2 separate regions of the Mus musculus genome follow, and region 1 is linked to region 2. The links are chromatin contacts, called in public HiChIP or PLAC-seq maps. All regions are on one chromosome and are shown on one strand. Each heading gives the region's core, a stretch centred on a gene start, on an enhancer-like site or on the middle of the called end of the contact. The rest is flanking DNA. Distances are from core to core; before and after follow the strand shown.

The links. HiChIP or PLAC-seq counts read pairs in DNA pulled down with a chosen protein or histone mark.
Region 1: a contact with region 2 is called in a RAD21 HiChIP or PLAC-seq map of pro-B cells, with 4 times the contacts expected there. The contact joins two enhancer-like sites. A contact is called at or near these places in 1 of 39 promoter capture datasets (the 3T3-L1 cell line), 3 of 15 datasets of contacts at CTCF or cohesin (the G1E-ER4 cell line, the NIH/3T3 cell line and pro-B cells), 14 of 484 Hi-C or Micro-C datasets (the AML12 cell line, the N1E-115 cell line, the NIH/3T3 cell line and 7 more) and 2 of 115 datasets of contacts at active chromatin or transcription factors (bone marrow-derived macrophages and embryonic stem cells).

The regions. Positions count from the first base shown.
Region 1 is chr1:120,292,147-120,297,197 of GRCm38.p6, forward strand. No RefSeq gene overlaps it. Among named protein-coding and RNA genes, the nearest start is that of Steap3, 36 kb to the left of the region's middle. Within about 2 kb of position 1,830, at least 57 of the 459 cell types and tissues checked have an H3K27ac peak or open chromatin away from gene starts, as enhancers often do. A contact at or near this core is called in pro-B cells, where this site is marked.
Region 2 is chr1:120,172,960-120,177,829 of GRCm38.p6, forward strand. The region is part of intron 5 of 3110009E18Rik (RIKEN cDNA 3110009E18 gene); the gene reads left to right. Among named protein-coding and RNA genes, the nearest start is that of 3110009E18Rik, 54 kb to the left of the region's middle. Within about 2 kb of position 2,247, at least 30 of the 459 cell types and tissues checked have an H3K27ac peak or open chromatin away from gene starts, as enhancers often do. A contact at or near this core is called in pro-B cells, where this site is marked.

The DNA.
Region 1 (5,051 bases), core at 580-3,079, 120 kb after region 2:
CCAACTATTCAAACACAAGAGTCTATGGGGGAGGGGGCAAACCTACTCAAACCACCACAGCAACATACAATAAATAAGGCGAAGGGACAGCCAATGCCTCATTGTGGGGCTTTCTGTTACTGGTACGACACAGAAATCACCTGACCATCTTCTGCACATGACTATGAAAACGCTGTCTCTCTCATGGAGTTTCCCAACCAGTCAGAAGGTCTTGCTCAGGTCAGTGAGATGGCTTTGTGGATAAGGGCTCTTCCAGCCAAGCCTGATGACTTTGTAAGACCCCAACCTTCGGTCATTGGTATTACTTTGAGGATCCCCCAAGTGAGACCCTGAAATGCAGATCGATGCAAAAGTAAGAGGTTTATTTTCCAGTGTGCCTACGTCGACCTTCAATTAGTCCCTCAAGGCAAGTGACTAGAAGGCCACCCCAATGGCTATTACAGGTTACATCAGCAAGGTTACAGATCAAAGTTATTGGCTAAGCATATTGACCTTTAAATCTATTGGCTAGCAAGCATGACACGCATTTGAACTCTACCTGGGACTTTCCATATGGTCAGGTGACTATCAGTCAGTACATTCTGAGATTTTTTTTTTTAACTCTAGAATATTCCTCTGGGTGGAGAATGAAACTTGGCCTAGCCTTGTCCCTAGGCGGGAGGGCGAAGCTGTAAGGAGGGACAAAAGCCCTTTAGAGTCCCTCAACTTGAGTTCAAATCCTAGAAGAAGCAAGGGAGGAGGAGAGAACCGATTCTCACAAGCTGTCCTCTGAGTGCCAAATGCTTGCAGCTGCATGCATACTCCCACAAAATGTCTTTCTTCACCATTGGTTTAGTGGAGGTCCACTTACTTCTTGCCTGAAAACCTCTGTTGGGGGCCATCTTCCAGGATGATAGGGACGTTCTCACAGGATCCAGACCAGCAGTGCTTTGGAGCAGGCCCAACAGGAGGTCTGTTTATCTTCTCACAGTTCAGCCTTCCAGCTGAGACCCTGGGTGGGCCATTTGACTCCTATCCTTCCGTGCTGCTTTGACCTTCTTCCTCTAGCAGCTTCTGTTTGTCTGAGGCCACAGGATCAGCCACCCCACCAGGAGAGGAGAAAACAAGCATCGAGGAGGCCAAGCTGACTCTATTACAGGCTTAGAAGACTAGGCCTATATTTCTGTTTCCAAGAACTGGGCAAATCCAGGCAAGTTCAGGCCTCAGAAGCTGCCCCACCACCCAAGGCAAGGACAGTGTGTCAGTGGCAGTTTCCAGACTTTCTCAACAACAGTTTCCAGACTTCCCCAGCAACAGTTTCCAGCCCCCCCACCCCTGCCCTGCAATGATTCTGGGATGTCCTTAGTGATAGAGCCAAGATTAAGATAGAGGTCACTTACCCTTCCCCAGAATTTCCCTAATGTGCTTTAAATCAGGCCTGTGAGCTCACTTCAGTGTCTCTCCATCTTTGTAGGTGGTAGACCGACCACAGCATGCTGGACTTCTGCAGAATAAAACACTCTTTACATTTACATACTATTTGAACCTGGAATATCACTCTTAAGTGAATCATGGTCCCTTACAGCAGGTGATTGGGTGCCCCTCCCATTCTTCACATACACAGAGACAACACTACGATGGTAAATGTCACATATCACTTTAATATCATGACATCACCACAGAGAGGACCAAGCCACATGAGCCTTGGGGGGCAAACCACATCTGTTGTAGTTTGAACATGAAATGTTCCTTACACATGTCTGAATACTTGCTTGTTGGCTGGTAGTGCTGTTTGGGAAAGCTGCCAAACCTTTAGGAGGTAGAGGAAGTATGCCACTGGGGGTGGGCTTTGAAGGCTTATAGCTTGACCTCACTTCCTGTTTTTCTGCTCTCTGCTTCCTGACTGCTAGTCTGACCTCATGCTCATTCGGTTTGTTTTGCTTGTCCTGCCATAATGGACTATATTCCCCCTGAAAGTGAGGTAAAGTAAAACCCATATTCCCCATGTTGCTTTGTGTCTGATATGCTATTGTCATTGAGACAGAAAAGTAACTAAGGCAACACTCAAGCCAGGCAGTCTCCATAGGGCTTCAGTGGTAGCTTCCACTTCTGTTGCTCTGTTGTCCTCTGCTTCTTTTGAATTCCTCCATCTCTCCTTCTCTCCCTTCCCCTTCATTCAAGGCCACACACAGCTGTATGTCTGCCTCTGAAGAGTGTGAGCACTCTGTTGAGGCAGTCAGTATCCCCGAGTCCCTGTCCCCTGACAGAGATTAGGAAATGGGTGCATCCCTCCTTAAAACAAGAACAAAAAGCAAACGTTCTGTCTTTCTTTTCATTTCCCTCTCTCTCTCTCTCTCTTTCTTTCTTTCCTTTTTTTATTTTTATTTTTTTGAGGCCAGGTCTCCCACATCCTAGGCTGGCCTCAGACCTATTCTGTAGCCAAGAATGACTTTGAACTTGCATTCCTCCTATATCTCCTTCCCAATTGCTGGAATTACAGTTGTGTGTCACCATGTCCAGTTTTATAGAATGCTGGTGATCAAACCCAGGGCTATACACCTTGTAGGCAGGTGTTCTGCTGACTGGTATATGTCTCCAGCTCCTCCTTGCTTCTTTTTGTTTTAACCTAAAATAGCTTTTGTTTTGTGGGGTAAAGATGGATCAATATCACTGCCAACAGCTGTGGCTTGACTTTTTTATTTTCCAGTTAACAACCACTTTTTAAAATGTTTAGTTTTAAAAATTAATTGATCTATCTATCTATCTATCTATCTATCTACCTATCTATCACCTATCTACCTGTGTCTGTGTACTTTTGTATGTGTGAGGGCACAGGGCACATGCACATCATGCCTTGCACATGGAGGTCAGAGGACAACTTGGAGGAGAGATCTCTCCTTCTACCATCTGAGTCCTAGGATTTGAACTTAGATCCTCAGGCTTGGTGGCAAGTCCTTTCATCCACTAAGCCAGTCCTTAATTATTTCTTGGCGTCGCCTTAAAAAGCAGAATGTCTACTGCTGGGGATGTAGTTCACTGGATGGGCACTTGACCAACATGCCTGAGTCCTCCGTTCAATCCCTAGCATGGGGTTGGGGGAGCAGAAGTTGTTCCCTTTGTTCCCTCTTGTTCTTTGCCTGTCCTTGCATTCCTCGGAGAGCAGAAGCTGTCTCAGTCTTCCACCTGTGAACCTGCCTCCTTCCTGGCATCATTAAGACAGGATGGATGGCTCAGCTGCACACCCCGTGCCTCTGCAGCCACTTGATGCAGCAGAGAGCTTTGCCCTTGAAAGACAATCGTTTCAGGATGATAGAACAGTACAGGCTGAAGTCTTCCTTTTGGAGCCTTAAAAAAGGGGAGAAAAATATAAGAATGAACACATGATTAGACTTGAAGAGAAATCAGGGAGACCTCTTGGCTCATGTGTATTCAGGATTTCCAACATGGGAGTAGATGAGGGGCCTAGAGGTCAAGTTGGGGGATGCAACCTTTCCTCTTTGTAGGTATACGTGTGAAAAGAGTACACTTTCTTATCACACAAACATGGCTATTTACAACATGTACATTAAGTTCCAAGTCTACAATTAAACCAAGACATACTAACAACCCCTGATGTCGACAACATTAAAACAGTATTTTTGATGTTGTTCTTTTGAGATTTCTCTCCTGGATGACATAAATAGCACTTGTCTCTCTCTATAAATTCCCAAGAACACACCAAACTATGTTTCTATTCAAGGGTTCACCCCAGAAAACCAGCGAGTTTATTAGGCTTATTTACAGAGGTGTTGCTTACAGAAGCATGGGTGACCCCAAAGCAGTACACTGGGTCTCCCCGCAGCATGGATAATGGTTTCTCCAGAGCTGCATAACTTCATGCAGTATGCACACTATGGAGCCATTCTGGATCCCGAGGCAGACTTACATGTGAACTCTCCTCATGACGCTCTTCTGTCAGAGACTGTTAACAGTCCATCGTGGTGAACTCTTGCAAAGCAGGTATAGCTGGTTGGTCTGTGGATAATGGCGGCTGTTTTGCTTGGAGAACTGTTCTATTAGAACCAGCCATAAACAAACGAGAAACTAAAAAGTCACCACCAGGTTTTCACAACCCTCACATTTCCCCATACTCACACACCTCCATCTTACCTAGATGGAGACTTTGTAGACCAGGCTGGCCTCGAACTCAGAAATCCACCTGCCTCTGCCTCCCAAGTGCTGGGATTAAAGGCGTGTGCCACCACACCCGGCTGAAACACACTTATTAGAAAAAAATGATTAAACACTATACTCAGATGCAGAATTTCACTAACAGTAGGCCACTAGCCAGCAGTAGCTATGACTTTTGCTAAAAGTGAATGGAATTATAAATGCAATTCTTGGGTCACACTGAACACACTTTAAGGGCTCAACAGTCCCATGTGGCTGATGAGGGACATAGATATTTCCATTGGGACTGTAAAGCCTTTTGGAGCGTATTCTGGCACGTAGCAGGCAGAGCAGTAAGAATCATACACAGAGGTGTGTGTCAGCACACATGTGTAGTACTGTATCAATAAGCCAAAAGCTTAGGCCCCCAACAGACCACTGAACAGAAACGTCTTCAACAACAAATGTTATCAATGAGGAAAGGCGAGTCCACTGGAGGGACGGCTTGGCAGGTAGAGGTGCTGTTGTGGATCCTGGTGACCTGAGTCCAGCCCCTTGACCCACATAGAATAATTAGAGATCCAACTGCTGCAAGATGTCCTCTGATGTTCAAGCACGAAAGCGTGCTGTGGATGTAAATAAATAAATAATAAATCTAGAACAATTTATGTAAAAAGAATAGGTACAATAGATATGGAAAGAGATACAACTTGGAATACAGAAGAGCGTCCCATAGTATTATCTACCAAGGTATTATCAGAGGGGTGGTTTCCTGATCTTATAGAGGACCATAGTTAGGTTACCAGCACCCATTTCTGGCAATTTACGACCACCTGTATCTCCCACTTCAGAGGATATAGCACCCTCTTCTGGACTCTACAAGTACTGCATGTATGTCTCACACATACACAAATAAAAATTAA
Region 2 (4,870 bases), core at 997-3,496:
GAAAAAGTCATCCATTAAATAGGTATTGAATGTTGAATTTCTGTCAGTGAGATATGTTTTTAACTTGACACTTTGTGTATCAAATGCTGCCTTTCTAGCAGGTGGCACTTCTCTGACTGAGACTTCTAGAAACCAGAGGAAACCTGGCTTGCTTTAAAATCTGAAGTTCAAATGAATGTTATAGACTGGGATTGATGCGAGACTGGATGAGTAGCCCAATGAAAAGCAATGCATTGCAAAACCCAATGCAAACTGGAAAAGACTACAAGAAAATAAAGCTAACATCTCGCAAATAACCAAGAAAGAAATAGATTAGCCAAAAAATGATGTTTCTAGGAAATGAATTGCAAATCTTTAATTCAGTTTTTATTTAAAAAGAAATTCTAGATGGATTAATGTTACAATGTAAACATCATTTTAAAATACTTTTACTTGGGGCTTGAGAGATGGCTCAGTGGTTAAGAGTACTGACTGCTCTTCCAGAGGTCCTGAGTTCAATTCCCACCAACCACATGTTGGCTGGGAACCATCTGTAATGGGATCCAATGCCCTCTTCTGGTGTGTCTGAAGACAGCTACTCTGTACACATATTCATAAAATAAATAAAATAAATAAATAATTCTTAAAAAATTATTTAACTTGCTGGATGTAGTGGCACACACCTTTCCTCCCAACTCTTGGAAGTCAGAGAGAGACAGGTGGATCTCTGTGACTTCGAGACTAGCCTCATCTACATAGTGAGTTCCAAGGTTACACTGTGAGACTCTGTCTCAAAAATATACATAATTTTGTATGTATGTATGTATGTATGTATGCATGCATGTGTGTATATATGTATGTATGCATGTATGTGTGAGGGGTGCAGTGATGGGCATTGTGGTAACCATACAGAGCTAGATGACAACCTGTGGAAGCTGGTTCTCTCTTCCCACCATGTGGATCCCAGGGAATGGAATTTAGAACTTCAGACTCAACAACATGTTCTCTACCAGTTGGGCCATCTTCTCATCTCATAAAAACATGAGCTCATGTCCTCAGAGGAGATGCTACAGAGGGGAAACGGTGATAAATATGACCTTGAAAATGGTCCGTAGACTGTGTTGCCTAGTTTTGTGTCTCCTTGACACCAGCTAGAGTCATTTGGGAAGCAGGAGCCTCAAGTGAGAGAAAATGGCCCCTGCGGGCAAGCCTGTGCTACATTTTCTTGATTGATAATCAATGTGGGAGGGTCCAGCTCACTGTGAGTGGTGCCACCCCCTTTGCTAGTGGTCCCACATACTATAAGAAAGTAGGCTGAGCAAGCCATGGGGAGCAAGCCAGTAAGCAGCGTCCTTCCGTGGCCTCTGTATCAGGTCCTGCCTCTTAAGTTCCAGCCCCACTTGATTTCCTGTCCTGATTTCCCTTGATGGTGGACTATGATGTGAGACTATGAGCTGAAATAATCTGCCCCCCCCCCGCCCCCATGTGCTTATGGTTTTCATCACAGTAATGAAAACCCTGAATAAGGCACAGACCTAAAGGAAAGGTAACAAACTGAATACATATGTTAAGTATGTTAAATGACAGATTAAAAAGTTGCTAACCTAACTGAAGAACTCTTGAGGACTTGGAGAGATGGACACAGGAGGATCCCTAGGGCTCACTAGCCAGCCAGGCTAGCCAGATGCTGGGCTCCAGGATCAGTGAGGTCCTGTCTCAAACAAGTAAGGTAGAGGAGCTGGAGAGATGGCATAGTGGCTAAGAGTACACACTGCTCTTATAGAAGACCCAAGTTTAGTTCCTAACACTCATGTTGGCAGCTTACAACTTCCTATAGCTCCAACTCTTGTGCCTTCTTCTCACTCACAATCAAGACACACACACACACACACACACACACACACACACACATATGAACCTGCACACACATGTGCACATACCATAAGACAAACATGCAGACAACCTTGTAGTTAGTATAGAAAAGATGAATGTAAATGATCCTCTACAGATCCTAGAGTGAAGGAACAGTTAGCGTGCCAAAAAGACCTCCACACAACTGGTAGGGTAGCAGTGTTGAGATAGATGCTTTCTACATAGCAGAGCCAAGAAACTGAGTCACACCCTAGCCCCCAAGGCTTGGGCTCAGAGCTTGTCTGTCCCTTATGTCCACCCAGGTGACCTCGACAACCATGTTGTCCCTGTGTCTGTGTGTGTGCACATATGGAGCAGTCCTTACAAGACTGGTAGTCATGCATAAAATTGGTAAGCCCCAGGGAGGTTACTCCTGCACATCTGCTAAGTGCACGCACTTCCTCTCATGTTCTGTAGTCAGGGCAACTTCCTCTTATATCTTTTAAGTCAATAGAAACCTGCCTCCTCAGGTCTACCTTCTTCCTACAGGGTGGAACGGTTCCCTCCTGTGTTCCCAGTCGCATTCACTGATGTGGACATTTGTCCATGAATGGAGAATAAACTGTGACGACCTCCTCCTCTAAAACTCATACATGGGGCTCATGGGGCTGAAGCTCAGCAGTTAGCGCACCGGGCACTTTTCCAGAAGACTGGAGTCTGCATCCCGGCACCAGTTGGCTGGCTCTCACACAAGTGCCTGGAACTCCAGCTCCAGGGCATTGAATGCCCTCTTTCTGGCCACTGCCTGTACCCACCCCCTGACACACATGTGCACACTCACACACATAACAATATTTGGATATTTTTTTAAAATAGCAAAATGTACATGATCCGTGTCTAAGTCTGCATGGAGGAAGGATCGCATGCCAGAGTTATAGAGATGCTGTCTTGGATGACTGATTTTTTTTTCCTTCTCTGTGTTCTCTGATTATTCTTGTGATTTATATCCTTTCCTATAATTAAGACCATTTTTTAAAAAAAGTTGTGTGTGTGTGTGTGTGTGTGTGTGTGTGTGTGTACTGCACATGGGAGCATGTCCGGGAGTTGTGTGAGTGCGTTAGAGGCGAGCAGCTGATGACAGGTACCTTCCTCAGTCTTCATCTTATTTTTGACACCAGGTCTCCTATTGAAGCTAGAAGCAAGTAGGCTCAGGCAGCCAGCCAGCGAGCCCCAGAAACCTGCCTGTACCCATTCTTCCGGTGCTGGGGTTACAAGAATGTGCCATTCCATCTGGCCTTTTTAAAATGTGGATTTGGGGGATAGAACTTGTGTTTTGATGCTTACAAAGCAAACACTTTAGCCATTCTTGTTTTAATGCTTTGATCAGAGTTTGATCAAATCAGGTCCTTTTTGTGGGTTTATCTCTGGGCTTGGAGTGATCCAGGGATCCCCAAAATGCCCTCTAGAGCTGGCAAGGCAGCATGTGGGTCCCTCCCTAGAAACAATTTCCTCTGCTTCCTAGAGCTGTGTTCTTGTCCTCTGGGGAGCGAGCCTTGGTTATAGCCCGGGGAGGACACGAGGTCCCCGGAGAGCAACAGGAAATTACCAGTGGGAGTGGAGTTGTCAAGTGTGATTTTCCCAGGGAATTTTCCTTCCCGCCTGCGTCTGGCTGGGCTTCGGAGAGGTTTAAGAGCAGAGCTGAAAGTCAGCTCTCACTCCCCTTGCACTCCTTGATCTCTTGAAGAGCTGTCAGTCGGCTATCACAGCCAGTTGCCATGGGAATAACGCAGTGTGATAAATATGTCACTCTGACTTTCTGCAGGAGTTGGAGAAGAAGGGCCGGGCCGGAAGGGGGACGGGGAGAGCAGACCAAGACTCCGTTCCTCTACAGCCTTCCGCTCTACTGGGACCCTGTGCTACCTTCCACACTGGACACAGGCACCCATTTTTGTTTGTGGACTTGTATGAATAAAATAATTTGCTTCGGGGCTGGGAAGCTCACTTGCTGAGCATGAACATTTGTCAAGGACCTGAGGTCCCTAGCACCCATGTAGAAAGGTGGGTGTGCCCACCCACACTCACCTATAATCCCAGAGCTGTTGGGACAAAGACAGGAGATTGCTGAGGCCTGCCCACCGCCAGCCTAGCCCAGGTTAACTGAGAGACCTCAAATAAGGCAGACTGATGGGACAGGACATCAGCACCCTTCTCTGACCTCTATGTGCAATGTATGCAAATATCACACACACCTATGGACACACATCAGAAAGAGAAATACGATTTCCTCCAGGAAGGAAGGGGGAGTTTGGCCAAGACATATAACTTATATGACTTAAAGGTTGTCCTTGATCATTTGGTGAAGTTTTGAGGACTAATTCACCTCAGAAAGAAAAGCATTTGTAGGCTTCTGCAGCGATATTTTATGTTTCATTTTTCTCTGTGTGTCTGCTGTTCCCCTTAGAATCTGTTCTGTTTTGAGAAGGACTCCGTGCCTTAGTGGCGCTCATAGGGCAGCTCGAGCTTTACTGTAAAGAAAGTGGGGCACACCAGCGCTGCGACTCTGGGGAAGGGCTCGCACCAACCTTGTTCTGTAATAATCCCGTGACTCCCCTGGGGTTAGTTTTCATTTTACATGTCACTTCTGCCATCATCTTCCTGCCCCCACCCCCACCCTCAACCTCTCCATCACACCAACTTACAGAAGTGCTGTGGATGGCCCTGGCTCCCACTGCTTCACAGGGTGGGACTTAGATCCTTCAGGTTCAAGGCCCTTTCCCGTCCCTTTCTTGGGGACTAATATCTTGGGATAGACAAGTTTGCTTTCCTGGTATTGTCTCAGTGGCTCTTCTTCATATTAATATTCTAACAGTGACCGACTAGACTTAGTAATGCTGGCTGGGTTCTAAAAAGATCCACAGTACACCCTTACAGACCCGAATGTGTGTGTGTGCACATGTGTCCTTGTGAGTGCAGAGGCCAGAGGACAGCGTCAATGGTTGTTCTTCGGGGGCTGCCTGCTCTGCTTTGCTGAGACAGGGTC